2 separate regions of the Bombyx mori genome follow, and region 2 is linked to region 1. Evidence: chromatin contacts called from public Hi-C data. All regions are on one chromosome and are shown on one strand. The core of a region is the stretch at or near the end of the contact, and the rest is flanking DNA. Distances in the headings are between cores, read along the strand shown. Region 1 overlaps LOC101741678 (A disintegrin and metalloproteinase with thrombospondin motifs 7). Region 2 holds the start of LOC101741678 (A disintegrin and metalloproteinase with thrombospondin motifs 7).

Region 1 (4,875 bases), core at 1,778-4,277:
GTATGATAAATATAAAATGTCTTTGCCAGGGTCATGGCTGTATATTAAATATACATATGTATGTGTGTAATAAAAATCTTACATTTATTTCCGTTTTCTGGTACCTATAACACAAGCTCTTCAGGAACTTAGCACGGGACCAGTAGATAACGTGGCGTGATTTTTAGTAAAAAAAAAAAAAAAACGCAGTATGTTTTGGTCGTATGAACTTGACATTATGGTGGTTTAGAATATCATTAATGCACATCTTACGGTGGGAGTCGAAAAGACGATAAGGGATTTACGACAAAACAGACAACAGCGTCCTCTGAATATTATAAAAAGTATTATTATTAATATAAATACAGTATAAGTAAATATAGTATAAATATTATTAGGGTATTTTATTAGGCCATGCGATTCCCACCATCTTGCCTATTTCTGCCGCAAAGCAACTATTCCTTTCGATTTAAGGGATGGTACTACTACTTTGTAGCAGAATCTCAAGGTTAGTGGCGGCATTCAACTGGTGATATCTTTGTTGGCCGTTGACTAGATTAAGTCCGGTAATAATATTTTAATAAAAAAAATTGATCTCAAAGGTTCGTCATTATCAGCCCATAGACATAGATGCCCCTGAGATCCGCCACAACGACCAGTCGACATCCCGCATTCTGCATCCATTAGCAACCCGCATTCAGCGTATTCCACCGACCTTAATCGTTTTCCTTTGATATCTCTTGAAACAACAGGGAATGAACCGCATGAACGATGCATACAACCTGGATTCCTTGGACAGGACCCCTATGCCTGTCGCAATTGTGATTTCATTTGCAACATACACTATATTTGATTGAAAATTTTGTTTTATCATTGATGGCGCCTTATAAATGTCGTACCAATAAAAATAGCTCAGAGCATTTATCATTTAACGTTTACCATATAAAATTGAAATTAAATTCTTAATATGCATTTGTAAATTTTTAGAATTCTATTTCCTCATGTTCTATCTCTATTAAATTACCCAAAAATAAAATTTCTTAGTATAGATCTTAAATAAAGGTACCCACTCACAAAACAGGTTTATTTATTCTTACTTACTAAAACCGTTTCCATGAAATCATGTGATTAATTAAATTACTTTATCAGAAAATCCGTTAAACATACTCAAATGAGAATGTTTTTCCTGTACCTATTTAATGAGTTCATAAATTAAAATATTATTATTTAAATATTTGTTCGTATGTTTAGATGTCTGTTACATAAACGCGCAAAAAACAGTGAATAAATTTGGCACAGAGATAGCTTACAGCCTGAATGTGTTACAACATTCTGATAACAACGCCAGACTATGTCGGGAATATCGGTTAGAATAAATACGACCCAGTGTTTTCTTGTTCGTGATTTTACATACCAATGACCTATATACAATCCGACTAGTAGTTTATGGATTAGAGAGAGTGACAAGTAACTCTGTATCCCGGGGAAATGCTACGAGTTTCATTCTCTTTTAGTTGCTTAATTCGGATGACTCCATGGGGCTCGTCTAATCTATATATTAATACGTGAAGCAAAAACTTTGTATCCCTTTTTACGAAAATTGCGCGGACGGAGGAGTATGAAATTTTCCACACTTATAGAGAATATAGAGAAGAAGTGCACAGTGCTAATATTTTTTTAAACTAATGCATAAAAGATACATTAAATCAATAAAGAAAACATTACACACACTACATACCATGTATTAGACGCACACACGCATGCAAACTATTTATTGTCAAACTTTTGTTCTTGACGTCTGTTGTCAAATTGAGAATAGAATATGGTTTGTCTTTGTTAATATTTTTTATAGTGTAGTCTTGGCGAAATTAACAAATATAAAATACAATAATAGTGTACAAACTTACAATTCCAATTAATTATAGTCGAATTTCGACTACTGCGGGACCTCTAGTTTGAATTAATACTTAAAACCGTAAAAAATAGAAATGTTTTGGACATGTACTCTTTTGATCAGATCGTTGATGTAGTGATTAGTAAGCCTGATCGATATACCAATGGGTTCAAAATCGAATCCGGAATCTATGTAAATTATTTTTGGTTATCTTTTTTTTTTTTTTTTTTTATTGCTTAGGTAGGTGGACGAGCTCACAGCCCACCTGGTGTTAAGTGGTTACTGGAACCCATAGACATCCACGACGTAAATGCGCCACCCACCTTGAGATATAAGTTCTAAGGTCTCAAGTATAGTTACAACGGCTGCCCCACCCTTCAAACCGAAACGCATTACTGCTTCACGGCAGAAATAGTCACGGCGGTGGTACCTACCCGCGCGGACTCACAAGAGGTCCTACCACCAGTAAAAATCTTCTAGGTGTATCTTCTGGGTGTATGTAGACAATACATGTCTGGGGCATATTTATACATGTTATTATATTTATTATTAATCCCATAGAACCAATAAAAATAGAATAAAATAGGAAAAATCAAATCAATAATATAAATTTACCTGTTATATTATTTAAGCAGAACATAATATTAAAATCCTATTTTTTTTGTTAACGAAGTATATTTATTGCGAACGTTACAATGACTTGCTTCAAATAAATAAGAAGGAATTAATCATATTATGTATATAATAATTTTCTATAAAACATTTTATTTGCCTTTGTAAGCAGGCAAGCATACGGCCTTATGCCTTATGGTGGGTGGTTTCTGTCGCTCTTGGACGTCAGCAATGCCAAGGGCAGAGATAAGCCGTGACCTATCGTTATTATGATGAATGACCTCAAGATGGATTGTATCCCATCGAGAGTCTTATTTAAAGAAGCGGAAAATAGGCAAATCAGATAAACAGTAAGCCGAATATTACCATAAAACCTGTACCGATAAGAGCGCTGCATTTCCAATACTTGATTTTTTACGCTACTAAATTTGGATGTACTAATTAAAAACTTATGATAATTTCTTATTCACACAGTACTTTGGGTGTAGCACACGTAGCGGGTATGTGCAAGCCGGACCGCAGCTGTTCTGTGAACGAAGACAACGGAATAATGCTCGCTCACACAATTACACACGAGCTGGGACACAAGTAAGTACAGTACACCTTCCATTCAAGTTCGCGTCAATTAAACATACCGTATTCATAGTATTTATTTCGGCTTTTGCAAGTAATAAACTCAATAAAACTACTTTATCGTATTAATCTTGCGTTTTTTTTTTATTGTAACTCATATATTCGCTTAGTTACGAAGGGCTGAATATTGCAGTATTCGGTATACTAGTATACTATTTAGTATTCAGTACACAGTATACTATATTGTATGCATACAGTATATACAGTATTCGAAGCGTCGAAGCTAATGTAATGACAATAAAAACGCGAGATTAAACCGCAAAAAAGTTTTAATGATATCCGACACGTATCATTGCTAATCGTGTGATCACCTAAAACTATTTGATAAAAATATATTTAGCGATTTCATATGAGAAAACCTCGTCAGAATATTGACTTTAACAATTCCTTTTTTTTGAGTGATTGACTAACATGATTTAATAAAATAAACCATTATTTTCATTTAATAAATTTAATTACAGGTCCCTGTAAAAATATATATATTTAAACGGCCTATCAAAATACATATTTCTGTAAAACTTAATTAGTATGAAATCGAAGATCAATTTGAGGTTTTCCTGTTGTTTAGAATTCAACATTCGTAGATTTTTTTTTCAATGTTTTTTTACTTCTAATTTCAAAACTAAATATTTCCTGAATCGTCTCGTTATACTGATCGTAGGGCGCATTGTAAGCGTATACGGATTGGTATCATCATCTAATATGAATATAAAATAAAAACATGTTTACATAGAATAAAAAACAAGGTTTAATTAGCTAATATACTGCATTTTTGGTGCCGCGGTAAATGCATAGCCCGTCTGCTAACTACTTTCCCGTAAATTTCGAAGTGCATGAACCATGAACACAATTAAACGACAAGTACAATGTGTATACCAACCAGTCTTCGCCCAGTGTTCAAAATTCCATAATAACCGTAATTTCAAGATTTAGATCGATTTTATGCATTACACTATCAAAATTTAATAGAAACAATAATTAAATAAATGTAGTTGAAAAAAATTTAATAGCTAACCGAATTTAATAATTATTATTTTAATGCACCTTTTTTTATTAGATCCAAGTAATATGATTATTAAATTAAATGTCGTCCTTGATACGTTTGCAAATTTTCAAGTCAAACCGACGTCTTGAAGTTGATGAAGATTATTATATTGAAATAATGCATGACATAGATATTTAGGACAGTTTAAACTAATAAAACGTGTTCAATTAATAATAAATCTGTTCAAATTTAATAAATGACCATTACAATTTTCAACCGAAAGGATAAAATTATTGTATCGGTCCTTGATACGTGTCGAAATTATAAAGTTAATCGGATGTCTTGCCGTATAAAAATTAAGTTGACAGATTACACGGCATAGATTACATATATACAGGTCAAACTTAGAAGAATGTGTTTTTTTTTTCTCTTAGATGGATGGACGAGCTCACAGCCCACCTGATGTTAAGTGGTTACTGGAACCCATAGACATCTACAACGTAAATGCGCCACCCATCTTGAGATATAAGTTCTAAGGTCTCAGTATAATTACAACGGCTACCCCACCCTTCAAACCGAAATGCATTACTGTTTCACGGCGGAAATAGGCGGGGTGGTGGTACCTACCCGTGCGGACTCCCAAGAGGTCCTACCACCAGTGATTACGCAAATTATAATTGTGTGGGTTTGATTTTTATTACACGATGTTATTCCTTCACCGTGGAAGACAATGTGTTAAATAATACCTAATAAATCTGTTCAAATTTGTAAA
Region 2 (5,406 bases), core at 1,011-3,510, 84 kb before region 1:
TCCACAAAATTTCACGAATAGTATTTTAGTCTTCTGTAACGACGAAAACTGGAAAGTAAATAATAAACGCAAGCTTAAGCTGTAAAAGTAATTTTAATTATATGTACGACTAATGAAAACCTAAAAAATACAATTATACGTGGTTTTGGTAATAAACATTTAAACATAAACTTCACACATTTTAATGTTCTTTTTTTTGCATTTAATCACTTTTGCGAAAGACTTATGTACAATATCGTTAATAATATCTTAAAATACGAAATAAATTTGGGGCTAACATATACTACGTCAATTTATTGTTGCATACATTAATTCTGAGGTATACTATTTATTCAGATTTTTTATCTATTATCGTTTGAGTTTTGGAATTAAATTAAATTATTTTGTTGGTCGAGTGCTTGATGTCATTGACTACTACTAGTTTCCCGGAGGTACTGGGTGCGAATTCCGTTAGGAGAAACTTTGCAACAGATAATTGGTATTAGGAGTCTCTATTTGTGTTTCTGCCATTCATAAAACAGAAGACAATCCAACTTACCGTTTAACATATTTATTTTGATATTACAATTATTTGAAAATGTTAAAACATAAAATGTGTCTATTAATCGGGAAGGCAAGAGCATATGTGCCGCCGACGTTTGTATACTTATGTCGGAAAAACGCATGCAAGCTCCGCTTAATTTTAAAATTGGGAGAAAATTTGCAACAGAAAATTGGTATGAGGCGTCTCTATTTGTCTTTCTGCTTTTCATAAAACAGAAGACAATCCAACTTACCGTTTAACATATTTATTTTGATATTACAATTATTTGAAAATGTTAAAACATAAAATGTGTCTAATAATCAGGGAGGCAGGAGCATGTGTGCCGCCGACGTTTGTATACTTATGTCGAAAAAACGCATGCAAGCTCCGTTTAATTTTAAAATCGGGAGAATCTTTGCAACAGATAATTGGTATTAGGAGTCTCTATTTGTCTTTCTGCTATTCATAAAACAGAACACAATCCAACTTACCGTTTAATATATTTATTTTGATATAACATTTTTTTTAAAATGTAAATCCTTGAAAATTGTAAAACGAAAAATGTGTCTAATAATCGGGAAGGCAGGAGCATGTGTGTCGCCGAAGTTCGTTTATGTGGGAAAAGCGCATGCAAGCGCCGTTTAATTTTAAAATCGAACAAAACTTTACAACAGATAACCCCTGGGTCTGCGGAGGGACTTCTGTTCCCTCTGTATTTTGTACCGTATGTTCCATGGGGAGTGCTCTGAGGAATTGTTCGAGATGATACCGGCATCTCGTTTTTACCATCGCACCGCCCGCCACCGGAGTAGAGTTCATCCATACTACCTGGAGCCACTGCGGTGATCCACAATGCGTTTCCAGAGATCTTTTTTGCCACGTACCATCCGGCTATGGAATGAGCTCCCCTCCACGGTGTTTCCCGAGCGCTATGACATGTCCTTCTTCAAACGAGGCTTGTGGAGAGTATTAAGCGGTAGGCAGCGACTTGGCTCTGCCCCTGGCATTGCTGAAGTCCATGGGCGATGGTAACCACTCACCATCAGGTGGGCCGTATGCCCGTCTGCCTACAAAGGCAATAAAAAAAAATTAGTACATATTAGGCGTCTCTATTTGTGTTTCTGCCATTCATAAAACAGAAGATAATCCGACTTACCGTTTAATATATTTATTTTGATATTACAATTTTTTTTAAATGTATATCCTTGTGAATTTTAAAACGAAAAATGTGTTTAATAATCGGGAAAGCAGGAGCATGTGTGTCGCCGACGTTCATATGCTTATGTCGGAAAAGCGCATGCAAGCTCCGCTTAGTTTTAAAATCGGGAGAAACTTTGGTACAGAAAATTGGCATTAGGAATCTCTATTTGTGTTTCTGCCATTCATAAAACAGAAGACAATCCAACTTACCGTTTAATACATTTATTTTGATATTACAATCATCTGAAAATGTTAAAACATAAAATTTGTCTAATAATCGGGAAGGCAGGTGCATGTGTGCCGCCGACGTTTGTATACTTATGTCGGAAAAACGCATGCAAGCTCCGCTTAATTTTAAAATCGGGAGAAAATTTGCAACAGAAAATTGGTATGAGGCGTCTCTATTTGTCTTTCTGCTATTCATAAAACAGAACACAATCCAACTTACCATTTAATATATTTATTTTGATATTACAATTATTTGAAAATGTTAAAACATAAAATGTGTCTAATAATCGGGAAGGCAGGAGCATGTGTGTCGCCGACGTTCTTATGCTTATGTCGGAAAAGCGCATGCAAGCGCCGTTTAATTTTAAAATCGGAAGAGTAGAAGATCGACAGCAGCCGTGTGCGCGCGAGTAGTCAGTGGCCCGCAAGACTCCGCGACGCGCGCTCACTCTCCGAGCTGCTCTGCCCACGCTGCCGCATCCGACATTACCCGAACGCACTTACATCCAATAATACACCTATAAACACCGTTAATTTAATATCAAATAAATTAAAATTTATTTTAGACGACGGTAATCATATCTCTATTTATAATACACGTGTTTAATAATAAATATATATATATCTGGCGCGAACTGAATTTTGGTGCCGCGCATCCACGTTTTTCACGACAAATGAATAAGAAATTAGCGTATTGAGACTTCGTTCTTCGCAAGAAATTTCACTTTTTACTAACGAAATTCGACTCGCCGGTATCGTCTACGGAGCGTCTACTAACGACTCCGACGCATGAAACGCAACCTTCACTGGAGTGAGTATGCACCCGTCTTTTTTTTAAATGGTTAGCCAGCGTTAAGGTATTTTTATCTTAATTAACCGAGTTTATCAATTCTATTGAACCTGAATTATGATCGCACACTAATTATGTAAATTTAAAAATTTAAGTTAACCTTATACACACGTATAAGTTTTTGTAATGAATGTTGTAATATTTTTTACATCTTAAACATCATAAAAGCGATTTCATTATAATATACGAATGTACTATAATACGTATAATATTTGCTATAACAACATAAATAAACATAACCCGTCGCTAAGTAATTGCATACTACTAACTGGTGGTACTTTCTATTATCCAAACACATACTTTATCTCAGATCTTTATCGCACGTCAAAACATATTGAGTCATTAAAATAATCCTTTAATTATGTTATGTAATACTTAAAAGTAAATAAATATTAGATTTATTACAGAGTTATTATAATATATAGATAATTCTATTTTTTTATTCATTGACACACTTTTAATACATTGCTTAAATTACTTGGGAATTATATGGTGTGTTTTGTAAATTTTGCATAATTTGATTATTAGAATTGTGTCTTTAAGAAAGATTAATTAAGAAATATCAATTATATCGTAAAAAATTTAAATTGCAATAATATCATACTAAAACTATTTTAATTAAAATGCAAATAAATTGCAAAACTCGTTGACTCTTATAAGGTTCTTGGGAGACGTAGACATAAAACTACTTTTACGGTTCTACTTAATAAATACTTAAAAGTATATTAAACCGTAAAAATATTTTCAAATATAAATATATTAAATAAAATTTAACGAGGACTTAATGGCGTAGAATCAGATCGCTGCAAAAAGCTATCTAATAATTTATGCTTAATTTAATTTGACTCTTCTTTGACTTGAACTTGAAAATTTTAAGATTTAGAATATATTTGTTGACGCAATCGCGGTGCAGCCATCAAATTTTGTAATTTCATAGTAGAAGTGTTAATAACCTTTGCTTTAAATTTTTTCGAACAAAGTAAATTTATGGAGAAAGGAGGCACATCTAATTTGCCTTTCTAACATGAACAGTTCAGCTTCAAAGAGCTGTTATCTTCTATCTTCTTCTTCTATATATATATATATATAAAAATGAATTGCTGTTCGTTAGTCTCGCGAAAACTCGAGAGCGGCTGCACCGATTTGGCTAATTTTGGTCTTGAATTATTTGTGGAAGTCCAGAGAAGGTTTAAAAGGTAGATAAATATAAAAATCCTCGGAATTAAATAAAAATAACAGTTTTGTTTTTTCTTTTATATGTCCCCCGTCGGACGGATTCCTTTTATTTGTTTTAAGTTTATTTTATACAAAGGTTTACGTTTAGGCACTACGAAGTCTGCTGGGTCAGCTAGTAAAAAGATAAAAATAATAATTAAATAATCGTATTTTTGATTGAGCGTTAAATTTCATAAAATTTTGTCTTTCATAAATTTTAACAACAGCCCACGAACCTATTATAAATGTAATAGCAAATATATTGCTCATTTCATCAATTATTTGAACAAGGTTTTAACAGTTAACTTTACATAAAAAATGTAACGATATTTTATATACATATTAAGAACGTTAAAACATTTAACGTTTTTGGAAATTAGGTTTTATGTTACCAAATCGTAAAAATGATGATCTGTTTTAAACAAATTAATAATACTTCGAATGAATTGCGGCCATTGAAAAAATTCGAAACCGCTAATCGCCGAGTTATAAGGTTGAAATTAAAGTAATCGCAGACTAATTTAATGTAAAATCAATCGGGTTGAATGTCCATATTAATTTGCATTGCGTAGACCCAAATAGCCACTAAGCCACTGCGATCATCCAAAAACGGAGCCACTGCGATCATCCACAGTGCGTTTCCAGAGGTCTTTTTTGCCACGTACCATCCGGCTATGGAATGAGCTCCCCACCACGGTGTTTCCCGAGCGCTATGACATGTCCTTCTTCAAGCGAGTCTTGTGGAGATTATTAAGCGGTAAGCAGCGGCTTGGCTCTGCCCCTGGCATTGCTGAAGTCCATGGGCGACGGTAACCACTCACCATCAGGTGGGCTGTATGCTGGTCTGCCTAAAAGGGCATTAAAAAAATGCACCTTTGTTTACATAAAAAAATCAACTATCAGAAGCTAATCATCCTTGAGATAAAAAAAATGGACAGTAATAAAATCGTGTCATATGCTCTGTGACATTTGACACGACTCGTTTGAATCCGTTCGCATTCGCGTTCCTCTTAGATTCATATTTGTCAATTTCTTACGAGTATAAAGTTTTGATCATTGCGTATTTTACGTGTTCCGATATTACGAGTAACAAAGAATTTTTTTATTAGTCATTTTTATTATCTCATAACTTATTCAAAATTATTCATACATAATTATTCATATTTCAGAACAATAAAATTGATTCTTAATCAAGTATAGACCCATCTGGCATTGATATGAAATTAAATGATGGGTTATTCAAAGTTGTGATTTACATTTGAAATATAAAAAATGTGTTACCAGAAACTGATAGAACTGACACGGTTTACATATATACATACACCGATGTCGGTTTCATACTTTTTTCAATTTCCGAGATTACGAATATTTCAATATCTTCATACGGACA

The links. Hi-C and Micro-C count contacts between places; a contact is called where the count stands out from the background.
Region 2: a contact with region 1 is called in a Hi-C map of midgut, with 1.5 times the contacts expected there. The contact joins the promoter of LOC101741678 here to the enhancer-like site in region 1. A contact is called at or near these places in 2 of 7 Hi-C or Micro-C datasets (midgut and an unstated tissue).

The regions. Positions count from the first base shown.
Region 1 is chr21:8,486,948-8,491,822 of ASM3026992v2, reverse strand. LOC101741678 (A disintegrin and metalloproteinase with thrombospondin motifs 7) reads left to right here. Exons shown (of 20, transcript XM_038018510.2): 8 at 2,960-3,073. Among protein-coding and RNA genes, the nearest start is that of LOC101737826, 25 kb to the right of the region's middle. Within about 2 kb of position 3,027, at least 5 of the 8 cell types and tissues checked have open chromatin away from gene starts, as enhancers often do.
Region 2 is chr21:8,569,926-8,575,331 of ASM3026992v2, reverse strand. LOC101741678 (A disintegrin and metalloproteinase with thrombospondin motifs 7) reads left to right here and starts at 2,260. Exons shown (of 20, transcript XM_038018510.2): 1 at 2,260-2,762.